3 separate regions of the Sus scrofa genome follow, and all the other regions are linked to region 1. The links are chromatin contacts, called in public Hi-C maps. All regions are on one chromosome and are shown on one strand. Each heading gives the region's core, a stretch centred on a gene start, on an enhancer-like site or on the middle of the called end of the contact. The rest is flanking DNA. Distances are from core to core; before and after follow the strand shown. Region 1 holds the start of GTPBP3 (tRNA modification GTPase GTPBP3, mitochondrial). Region 2 holds the start of PIK3R2 (phosphatidylinositol 3-kinase regulatory subunit beta). Region 3 holds the start of CCDC124 (coiled-coil domain-containing protein 124).

The links. A called contact is a pair of places that touch in the nucleus more often than the background predicts.
Region 2: a Hi-C map of liver shows a contact between it and region 1, with 6 times the contacts expected there. The contact joins the promoter of PIK3R2 here to the promoter of GTPBP3 in region 1. A contact is called at or near these places in 2 of 47 Hi-C or Micro-C datasets (liver and skeletal muscle).
Region 3: a Hi-C map of liver shows a contact between it and region 1, with 5 times the contacts expected there. The contact joins the promoter of CCDC124 here to the promoter of GTPBP3 in region 1. A contact is called at or near these places in 1 of 47 Hi-C or Micro-C datasets (liver) and 1 of 2 datasets of contacts at active chromatin or transcription factors (alveolar macrophages).

The regions. Positions count from the first base shown.
Region 1 is chr2:60,353,641-60,357,121 of Sscrofa11.1, reverse strand. It overlaps GTPBP3 (tRNA modification GTPase GTPBP3, mitochondrial), which reads left to right and starts at 1,719. Exons shown (of 8, transcript XM_021083561.1): 1 at 1,719-1,870; 2 at 2,210-2,463; 3 at 2,574-2,956; 4 at 3,106-3,178; 5 at 3,271-3,414. The coding sequence starts at 1,818.
Region 2 is chr2:59,650,176-59,653,656 of Sscrofa11.1, reverse strand. It overlaps PIK3R2 (phosphatidylinositol 3-kinase regulatory subunit beta), which reads left to right and starts at 1,582. Exons shown (of 16, transcript XM_021083506.1): 1 at 1,582-1,719; 2 at 3,468-3,481. MAST3 (microtubule-associated serine/threonine-protein kinase 3) reads left to right here. Exons shown (of 28, transcript XM_021083495.1): 28 at 1-757.
Region 3 is chr2:59,830,061-59,833,541 of Sscrofa11.1, reverse strand. It overlaps CCDC124 (coiled-coil domain-containing protein 124), which reads left to right and starts at 1,981. Exons shown (of 5, transcript XM_005654904.3): 1 at 1,981-2,092.

The DNA of each region.
Region 1 (3,481 bases), core at 470-2,969:
CCCGCCGTGGACCTGGATCCTCCGCCTCCTAGCTTTAGTTTCCACATCTGTTTGGAATCCGAGGTGGACGTGGGAGGGGGCGGACCTAGTCGGGGGAAATTCCTGGTAGCAGAAATTTCAACCACCGCAGCAGGGATGAGAATAAATATATCAGAGCCTGCCTTAGGGCCTTAGCACATGCTGTTCAGCTATCTAGGACTCTCTTCACACCCTTTGTCCAGTTAACTCCAACACCTTTAAAGATGTAACGTCCTCAGAGAGGATCTGATTGTGTTACCAAATTTAGCAAATAAAAATACAGTCCTTCTGGAGTTCTCAACGTGGCGCCGGGGAAACGAATCCGACTAGGAATCATGAGGTGGCAGGTTCGATCCCTGGCCTCGCTCAGTGGGTTAAGGATCCGGCGCTGAGGTGAGCTGTGATGTAGGTCGCAGAGGTGGCTTGGATCTGGCGTTGCTGTGGGTGTGGCATAGCCTGGCAGCTGTAACTCCGATTCGACACCTAGCCCAGGAATCTCCATATGCCGCGGGTGCGGCCCTAAAAAGCAACAACAACAATAATAATATTACAGTCCTCCTAGTTAAATGTGAATTTCGGATAAATGAATAAATTTTCAGTATGTCCCAAGTATTGCATGGGATATAGTTACACTAAAACGTTACTCATTGTTTATCTGAAATTCACATTTAACTGAGTGCCCTGTATTTTGCCTGTCACTTGGACCTCCCGACCACCCTGAATGGCCTCCTCCATTAGACTGAAAAGCCAGCGCGCGCAGAGTCCCAGGCAAATTCTGTTCTCACACAGTAGGCACTTGATGTATACTTTCGACAGACAGAACTCGGAGACGGCGAATGTCATCGTTTGCCCTTCTTTACAAATGAAAAAATTGAGCAGAGCGAGGCATGGGGTCTTTAGACCTGTATCCTGTTCGTCTTCCCAAAGTATATGAGCGCCGCCCTCCCGCTCCGTCCTAGAACCAGAGAATTAGTCGTGCGAAAGCGTCCTGCTGAGATCCCACCCGTCCGGTGCCTGGAATTCCACCATCTGCGCTTTATTCCATCAGCCGCCGCTGTCCTGGGTTAACCTGAAAGTAATCTCTGAGACTCCCCTCTGGCTTTCGGGGAGCCATAGACCAACCGAACACTCAACTCTGCAGCAGCAGACCTGGGCCAGAGTAGCCCAGAGGGGCGAGAGGACTGTGCTGGGGGTTCTAGGGAAGCTTCCTGGCAAAGGGGACCTTGGAGCTAGGCACTGAGGCTGAGCTTGTCAGAGGAAGAAGGGTATACGAGGCCATGGAGACAGCGGGAGGAAATCTAGGGAGGGGTGAGAACTGTAGAGTTCCGAGAAAACTAGAAATCTTCCCAGAAGTATGGACAAGATTTTCCCAGGGTCAGTGCATAGGTTCCCCGGAATTCTCTCCCGGTCACTGAGATGCTCTTGCTTCGCCTAAGGCTATGTAGTGGCCAAACGGGACTCAAATCCTTTCTTCTCCATAATTCCCACCGCCCTAAGCCAAGCCCTGTTCTTACCCCCACCCTCTTTTCCGGTATCTCAGATCCCTGCTGCTCTAGGATCCCAAAAATTCTGTCTAATGTTGCAGGGGGAACACCATTTAGCTGCACCCGGAGTGCTAGCACCCTGTCCTTTCCTGGAATCAGCCAATAGAAGCTAAGATCTTCAGTGGGTGGGCGGTACGTCTTCTACGGGGCCCAATGGTAACCGAGAATTGTTGAGCCCTTTACGGATCACGCCGCGAGGTGGGCGGGGCTAGCCCCGGCTGGGCGCTGCCAAGGCTGGTCGCTGATTGTGAATCCATGTGGCGGGTACTATGGACCCTGGTAGCCCGGGCGGCACGTGGGCCTCTCAGGTGGGGCTTCTCACTTGGGGGAGGGGGTGTGACGGCGTAGGGCGCTGCTTGGGGCCCAGATCCTCTCCCTAGGATCTGGAGGTCCAGTTCCCTTTGGCAGAGCCGTATTTTTGGTCTTCTTCCAAGGCTCTGTCCATCCCCCTGCCGCAGAGCCCACATGTGGATCAACTTCTCTCAGACATCTCTATTCAGTCATCTTACGGCCTCAAACCTTCCAATCTTTTCATCCCCCCGGCCGCAGAACTTACACTTGGGGCATCTCCTGACCATCTAGCCTTCGATCCACCTGCCACTCTGGCGGCAGAGTTTCTCAGAACACTGACTCTCCTCCTCTTCCAGTTCCAGGCCGTGCCCGCGCCAGAGCAGTGGCGCCCCGGCCCTGGGTCCCGGGTCCACTATCTTCGCACTGAGCTCTGGCCAAGGCCGCTGCGGCATCGCTGTCATTAGAACCAGCGGCCCAGCCAGCGGGCACGCCCTCCGGAGCCTTACGGCGCCCCGGGACTTACCCCCGGCCCGCAAAGCCTGCCTGCGCCTCCTCAGCGACCCCTGCTCTGGGGAGCCTTTGGACCGCGCGCTGGTGCTTTGGTTTCCAGGTGAGGGACTTCAGATCTGCAACCTCATATAGCTTCTATGACCCAACTTCCTCCTTCCGGACTTTTACCCAGGTGGTATCCTCCTGACACCTATCTCCTCACCATACTAGGTCCCCAGAGTTTCACCGGTGAGGATTGCGCGGAGTTCCATGTGCATGGAGGCCCAGCTGTGGTGAGTGGTGTCCTGCAGGCCCTGGGTGAGTCTGCAGCCTTGGGTTTAAGGTGTGGCTATATACCAGTGGGCCTGGATAGGAACCAAAAGGGGCTTAGGACCCTGAACCTTCCTGCAGGCAGTGTGCCAGGGCTGCGGCCAGCAGAGGCAGGCGAGTTCACCAGGAGGGCATTCGCCCATGGGAAGCTGAGCCTGACTGAGGTAGAGGGGCTGGCAGATCTGATCCATGCAGAAACTGAGGCGCAGCGGCGGCAGGCCTTGAGGCAGCTGGACGGGGAGCTGGGCCACCTCTGCCAAGGCTGGGCAGAGACCCTCACTAGGGCAAGTACACCATTTGCTCATCACTTGCCTGTCTAACCTGCATGAGAGCTTCCTGTGAGCCCAGTCGGGCACCTTGGGCCGGGCCAGACCTGGGCACACTGGGGGGTGGGTTCCTGGGTGATCACACTACCCAAACTCACCTCTTTCAGGCTCTGGCCCATGTGGAGGCCTATATTGATTTTGGTGAGGATGACAACCTAGAGGAGGGCGTCCTGGATCAAGGTGGGTCTGCCTGGGGGTGGGAGGTGGGGACATCTGGCATCTCAGCCCTTAGAGACCCCCTTACTCTCCCTCCTGCTTTCTTCCATCTACAGCTGACAGCGAAGTGCGGGAGCTAGAGGTGGCATTGGGCACACACCTTCGAGATGCCAGGCGTGGACAGAGGCTTCGCTCAGGGGCGCACGTAGTGGTTGCTGGACCTCCTAATGCCGGCAAGAGCAGCCTGGTGAACCTGCTCAGTGCGTGGGCAGGGGGGCGGGGCCCGGGGCAGGGGGTATACTAGGAGCTGGGGTACTGAGCTTTTAG
Region 2 (3,481 bases), core at 333-2,832, 700 kb after region 1:
CTGTGCCTCGGTTTCCTTGTGTTTACAAAGCTAATCCCAATGACTATTTATTAAGCACCTACTGTATGCCAAGCGCTTTTACTCGTGGCTTCTCCCTCAGCCAGCCTTAAGAAGGCTAGAAGTGGTGTTCTCATCCTCATTTTACAGACAAATAACTAAGGTCTGGGGAGAGGCAGAGATTTGTCCCATGATTGCCTGGTGAGAGTCATGCAGCCAGGCTCTGTCTCTCTGGAGCTTGGATCTAATGTCAGAGCAGATTCCAGCTCTCTCCCCTGTGATGCTAAGTGACCCACTGGGCACCTCAGAGCCTCCCTTTCTCCCATTTGTGGGTTGTTAGCAAGATCTCTGTGTCCTACGTGGTGAGGGCACTTTCCAGGCACTGCAGCCCAGTCTGCATTCCTTCTGGAGACACCCATGCAGCACCACCTAGTGTTGGAGCTAGACCAAGGCTGTGCATGACTTGCTCCCGCCTTCCACCCCGGAGCTGACAGTGAATAAAAGCCCACATTTACAAAAAGGAGGTCCAATGTCTGGATTTGTGAGGGGCCAAGAAAAGGGTAAGGGAAGAGTGGGGTGGAGGCGGGATGAAAACAGACCCGTGGCTCAAAGTCACTTGAAGTGGGTTTTGAAGGCTGCTGGGAGTTCATCATTGAGCTGCCCTCTCCGTGTACCCATCAGAGTACCCATCAGAGGCTCTGTCCTTCAGGGCTTCGTCTGGGGCCCCGAAGCTGTGGCAATAAATAAACCATCTGTGTCCTTTTTATATTAGTCTTTGCTTGGGCTGTCCCCTACAATTCTCCTCACCCCCTTCGGAACCCAGACCAGCCCGAGTGCCTTCGGTTACCTCCGAAGTAACCCGTAGGGTCGGAAACCCTTGGCCACGCCTCCCGATTCCGAGTGTCTTGGCTATTTCCGGAAACAGCCTGGGCATCTGGGCAGGCACTGGGTTAGTTATCCCTACCGGCGAGTTGATTCAGCTGTTCCCGGATCCTCTGGGCTACCGTGAAGACCTCAGATTTCAACCCCGGCTTCTTCTGGGCCATCAGCTTGTTTCCTGAAAAGCTCAGGTTTCTGTGGCTAGCCCCTTCCCCCATCTCCGCCACCTCCAGTTTCTTGAATTTGGGGCCACCTCACCCGCCCTTTGGAGATGTCCATGCTTCGACAGTTTCAGGAAGGTGCCTTTGGATCTAAGTTCCTAGGGCCTCATTTGGGACCGAACACACTTGGTTCTTGACAAACTTTCCGAAGTCTCCAGGCCCATCCCCTGTTCGGCTAGTCCAGCTAGAGCGCGCTCGGGCCATTTCCGGAATCGCTCGGTCTTCTCTGAGAGCAGCCGAGCCTAGCCAACCCGAGCTCGGGTCGCTCACCTGACCCGATTGTGCTCGGTTATTTCCGGAAGTGATCGGTTATCCCGGGGCAAACACCCCCGTACCCTCCAGTCCCGCGGGAGTACGTTCGGCTCTTTCCGGAAGCACTCGGGTGTCCCCAGCCTCCGCCTCCGCTTCGTTTCACCCGCCTTACCCGAATACACTCGGCTGTTTCCGCCGGAGGCGGGCCCGACCGATCGGAACCGCGGCGGCGGCGGCGGCGGCGGCGGCGGCGGCGGCGGCGGCGGCGGGGATCCCGCGGCTGCGGCGACGGCGGCCGCGGTGTAGCCACGGATCGGGCTCGGCTCGGCGTGACGGCTGCCGCGGCGGCGGCGGAGGCGGCCGCGACCAGGTAAGTCCAGGCTGGTCCGCGTGGCAGGCCGGGCAAAGGGTGCGCTTAAATGCAGGGCGCCCAAGCAGAGCGTGGGGCCACGGTTGAAGCCAGAACGCAAGCCGGGCTGCATCGGGCCCCGCGGGAACAGGGGGCCGCAGGGAGCGGGAGGCCTCAGGCTCGATCTGGCTGCGGTGCATCATCCGAGACAAGACGATGGGGGCAGTACGGGAGACCCTAGGCAGAGATAAAGGGTTGGAGCCGCGGCCCTGAATTGAGAGAGGCCCTGCCAGGAGTAGGGCGTCGAGTAGTAATGAGGGGCGCCCAGGCATTGTGTGGGGCATAGTAGGGTGCAAGACAGTAGAGGGTCGACTCCACTTCCGGCCCCTGGACTGGTCTGCGGGGTCCACGCAGGCTCAAAAGTGCGTCTTCACACGCATGAGCACGCAGGCCCTGTGTCCAGCCTCCAAGCCCCCAGCCAGGACTGTCCCCTCCACCCCGCCTCTTGGATTCGAGGTTCGAGGAGCGCTGGTTCCCAGGCGTGCTCACCGGGGCATGTGCAAACGTGTGCACGCCAGGGCGCGGAGGCGGGCAGACAAACGGATTCAGGAGGTTTCTTGGACGTCCCTCTCGCTGGGCCTCAGTTTCCCCACCTGTACAGTGGGGGCACAGGGGCCAGGGAACAGGTAAGTTGGAATGTAGAGCTTTTGCTCCGTGCTCAGATACCTCTTGCCGCTCCGCGTGATCGAAGAATAAAGCCTGACTCTCTGTCTGGCACTCGAGGCCTTGCGTGTTCTGAGGCTTCCTTAAGGCACCCTGAACTCTTGGCAAGCATTTCTTGCAGTCAAGCCTTTGCATGTACTGTTCCCTCTGGCTAATACCCCCTCCTGTCCTCTGTGAGGACCCGCCCTCCAGAAAACACCACCCCTCCCCACCACCATCCCCAACCTCTCAGGAGAACTCAACCTGCAGGGCTGAGATTGGATGTCTGTGCTGGGCTGTGTCTGCCTGAGACTGAGGGCTCTTGGGAGGTGATCATTGCCCTTCCAGCAGCCTCCCCCTTGGCAGCAGCCATGCCCCACCCCCATGTACCCCTTGCTGGCTCCATGGGGACAAGGTCCTCTGGGCCTCCTACCCATCCTCTCATGTGTTGAGTACCTCCTGTGGCCCCCAAACTGAGCCATGTCAGGACTCCTGTCCCCTTCTCTCCTGCAGATCCATTTGTTTGGACTCACCTCTAGGCCTTTGCCTGTGCGGGGCCTCTGCCTTGGACCTCTCCTACCCTCTTTCGCCCCTGCTGCCTCTTTCTGTGTCCAGCTGGCCCAACCTCTTAGAGCTCCCACAGCGCCATGAGCATCCTCCCCCTCACACCCTCCCCGCTCTGGGTATAACTGTTTGGCCACGTGGGTCTTGTGAGGTTGGGCGGATCTGAGTTGAGTCCTGGCTTCCTGGTCCATTGGCTGGTCCAACCAAGGCCTCCCTGCTCTGAGCCTCAGTTTCCCCATCTCTAACAAGGGCAAGGAAGAGCTTTTTTACTGAGCATACAGTGTGCCAGGGCAGATTCTTGGGAGCTCTGCTCCCAACCCCGAGGGAGGGCTATTATTGCAACCATTTTACAGCAGGGTAAACTGAGGCCCAGAGAGGGGCAGGGACTGGCCCAAGGTTAGCCGGTAAGTCAGAGAATTCTAAATTGGGATTTGGGCCCATCTCTGAGTTGAGGGCGGCAGGGCTGCAAACTGGCTGACACTGCCCTGCCCCTCTATCCCTAGGTCGGCATCCCAAG
Region 3 (3,481 bases), core at 732-3,231, 520 kb after region 1:
TACTTGAGAATGCAAGCGTTTAAGAGCTATAAAATGTCAGAACAATAGAAGTCAGGAGTCCTCAGGAATGGGAACTATGCCCTGTAGCCTGGGAGGTGGCAGAAGTCACCCTGCAGAAGACTTAGCTTGTTCTGGAACGATTCACTTGACCTGTACTCCTCAGTTATGTCAATAGACATAACAGGTTCCCAGTCCTCAGGAAGGTGTGACAAGCCTGGCTCTTTCTTTAAATTGGAAAAAAAAAAAAAAGAAAAAAGAAAAAAAAAATTTTTTTTTCTTTTTAAAGACTGGCTCTTTACCAGTAGAAGCTTAATTAGGTGTTGCCTTTGGCTCCTCCATTCCCCACCCTATACTGAACAACAATAAAATGTTCATGTTGAGTGCCTTCTTCTCAAATATCGTTCCAGGTGAATGGCTGATGCTATGAAGGAAATAAAAAGAGGGCCGGGGTGGGGCACCAACTCCTGGGGAGGCCAGGTAAGGTCCTTCTTAGGAAGGGATATCTGGTCAAAGTCCTGAAGAAAATGAAGGGGTCATTCATGGAAAAAGCTAGGGGCAGGGGGAATAGCACTGACCAATTCCCTGAGGCGGGACTTCATCTGGCATTTTGAGAAAGGAGGCTGATGTGGTTGGAGCTGAGAAAGAATGGGGATGAGGAGGAATGGGAGGTGAGGTCAGTCTTGCAGGCCAGTAGGGATCCACTTGGGGCTTGAGAGCAGGGGAGATACACGGATCCAATTTAGGTCCCTGAGGTGTCACTGGGGTTGCCTTCGGGAGAACAAACTCTGTGGTCAACTTGTCCTGCCTAAACTGCCCCCAAATCCATGCCCTGCTTCTCTTCCTACAGCCAGGCCCAGTACAGTCATCCTCAGACCCCTAATATAACCATTTTTACAGAGAAGGACCCTGAGGCTTAGTGAATGCACAAATACAGGTGCCCTGGACAAAGAGGCCCCCCAAACCTATTGCTGAATAAAATAAAAGAGCAAGATATGTGGAATTCCCTCGGTGACTCAGCGGGTTAAGGATCCAGCACTGTCACTGCTGTGGCTCAGGTCACTGCTGTGTGGCCAGTCTGATCCCTGGCCTGGAATCTCCGTATGCCCTGGACGCTGCCATAAACAAACAAAACAAAACAAAGCGGGGTGGGGGGGGTGATAGCAATCCAGGAGAATGGTCCCGGAGGAATTTGAGTCTTTCCATTACTTTGGTCAAATTCAATTTCTTTTTTTTTTTTTTTTTTTGTCTTTTTTGCTATTTCTTGGGCCGCTCCCTCGGCATATGGAGGTTCCCAGGCTAGGGATCCAATCGGAGCTGTAGCCACCGGCCTACGCCAGAGCCACAGCAACGCGGGATCCGAGCCGAGTCTGCAACCTACACCACAGCTCACGGCAACGCCGGATCGTTAACCCACTGAGCAAGCGCAGGGACCGAACCCGCAACCTCATGGTTCCTAGTCGGATTCGTTAACCACTGCGCCACGACGGGAACTCCCAAATTCAATTTCTGTTCTCTGAACCTGGAAAGCGCAGAGTGTTTTAATTTCTGTCCCTTTAATCTGCTCCCTCCCACTTTAAGCTTCGCACAAGGGAGGCAAAAAAATGTGGGCTAGATGAGAGTCTTCAAAGCACAAAGCGACTGCGACAGCGAAGAGCCTGCCTGAGAGGCTTCCTCTGGATAAGGGGATCAACCAACCACGCGTAGACCGCGGGTTCCGGCGCGCCCTGGCGGCCAAGCAACTCCTGGCTGAGGCCACTAAACTCACGTGTGAAGCCGAGGGAACCATTTTTCATCTGGACAACGGCCATCTTGGTAAAGGCAATGCTTTAGATTGTAGCTTTTAATCTTCTCTCCTGACTTGTTAATATCTGAAGTAAGCGCAGGGGAGGAGCGTTTATACAATATTCGCTCCCTGAAGAGACAAAGAAACGGCTAACTTCCTGGACTTGGACTGGAGACCAGGGCAGTATTTTCTCTACCAAGATGGCGACGGAGCTCTGACATAATCAGCGCGCGCCGCCCGGGGCTCTGAGCGCAGGCCCCCCTCGGTGACGTCACAGAGGCGCGACCGGGCCGGCGCCGGGGGAAGGAGGTAGGAACAGTGGCGGCGCGGGCGGAGCCGAGGGGCGGGGTGCGGGTGGGCCCCGCGAGGCTGCTGGGTCTGGGACCACCCATCTGGAAGGGCTGGAGATGGGGTGCTCAGAGACGGGGGCACCTCTGGTCCCCAGGCTCCAGGGCTCCCGCGGAGGCTATCCCCATTTCCCTGAGCGGGCGATTGAGACCCAGAGAGACAGTGTTCTGTTCTAGGCCACCTAGCTCCAGCCCTTCCCTCAGCAGCTTACAAACTTGGGGTAACAGTGCTGAGTACAGACGTCCCTGGCTTCTTGTAATGGGGTCAGGACTGGGAAGAGGATGACGGTCTGGGGGAGCCCAGAAGAGGTATCTGGAGGACTTCTTGGAGGAGGCAGCGTTGAGTTTCATCTTTTATTCTCTCTCTTACTTTCACAACCGCTCAACCACGTGGTTCTTGACTCCCTCCTAACTAACCCCTGCTTAGCCAGACCCCCTGCTTGAGCTCCCTGCTTCTGTCTCACTCATCCAGTTCACCTCCTCACCAAGCCCAGAGGGCTCTGACGCCCTCCGCACCTTCCCCAAACCCTGGAATACAAATCCCCCTTTCCCAGCCTGGCTCCCCCACACTTCTGGGGGCTTGGGGCTCCCCACTCCCTCAGGCCTTTTCTTAGCTGTCTCCTCCAGGAAGCCCTCTGACACGCCCTTCCCACCTCTCCACAGACAGGTCGGAAGCCCCCTCCCAGCTTCCCTAGCACCTGCTTGTCCCCACCACAGCTCTGATCTTGAGTTACCATTCTTATTGTCTGTCTCTCAGCCAGCCTGGGAATTCCATTAAATCAGGAAGCCCATCAGCAATGCCTTTCCCCAGCATCCCACACGTAATGCTAGGTGCTCGGTGCGTGTTTACTGAATGACAAAGTGTGTGAGAGAGCATTTATCGAACAAAGAAGAAAAACTGTATTAGTTAGCACCAGCTGCCATAACAAAATACTACAGACTGGGTGGCTTAAACAACAGAAACGTATTTGCTCACAATTGTGCAGGCTGGGAAGGCTAAATTCAAGGTTTGTTCCCAGTGCAGGCTCTCTTCCTGACTTGCAAACGGCCATCTTCTCACTGTGTCCTCACATGGTGGAGAGAGTGAGCTCTGGTGTCTTTTTTCTCTTCCTTTTTTTTTTTAGGGCCGAACCTGTGGCATATGGAGGTTCCCAGCCTAGGGGTCAGGTTGGAGCTACAGCCTACATCACAGCCACAGCAACACCAGATCTGAGTCACGTCTGCAACCTTCACCACAGCTCACAGCAAACACTGGATCCTTAACCCACTGAGCGAGGCTAGCGATTGAACCTGCAATCACATGACTCCTAGTCAGACTGGTTTCTGCTGCACCACAACAGGAACTCCCTTT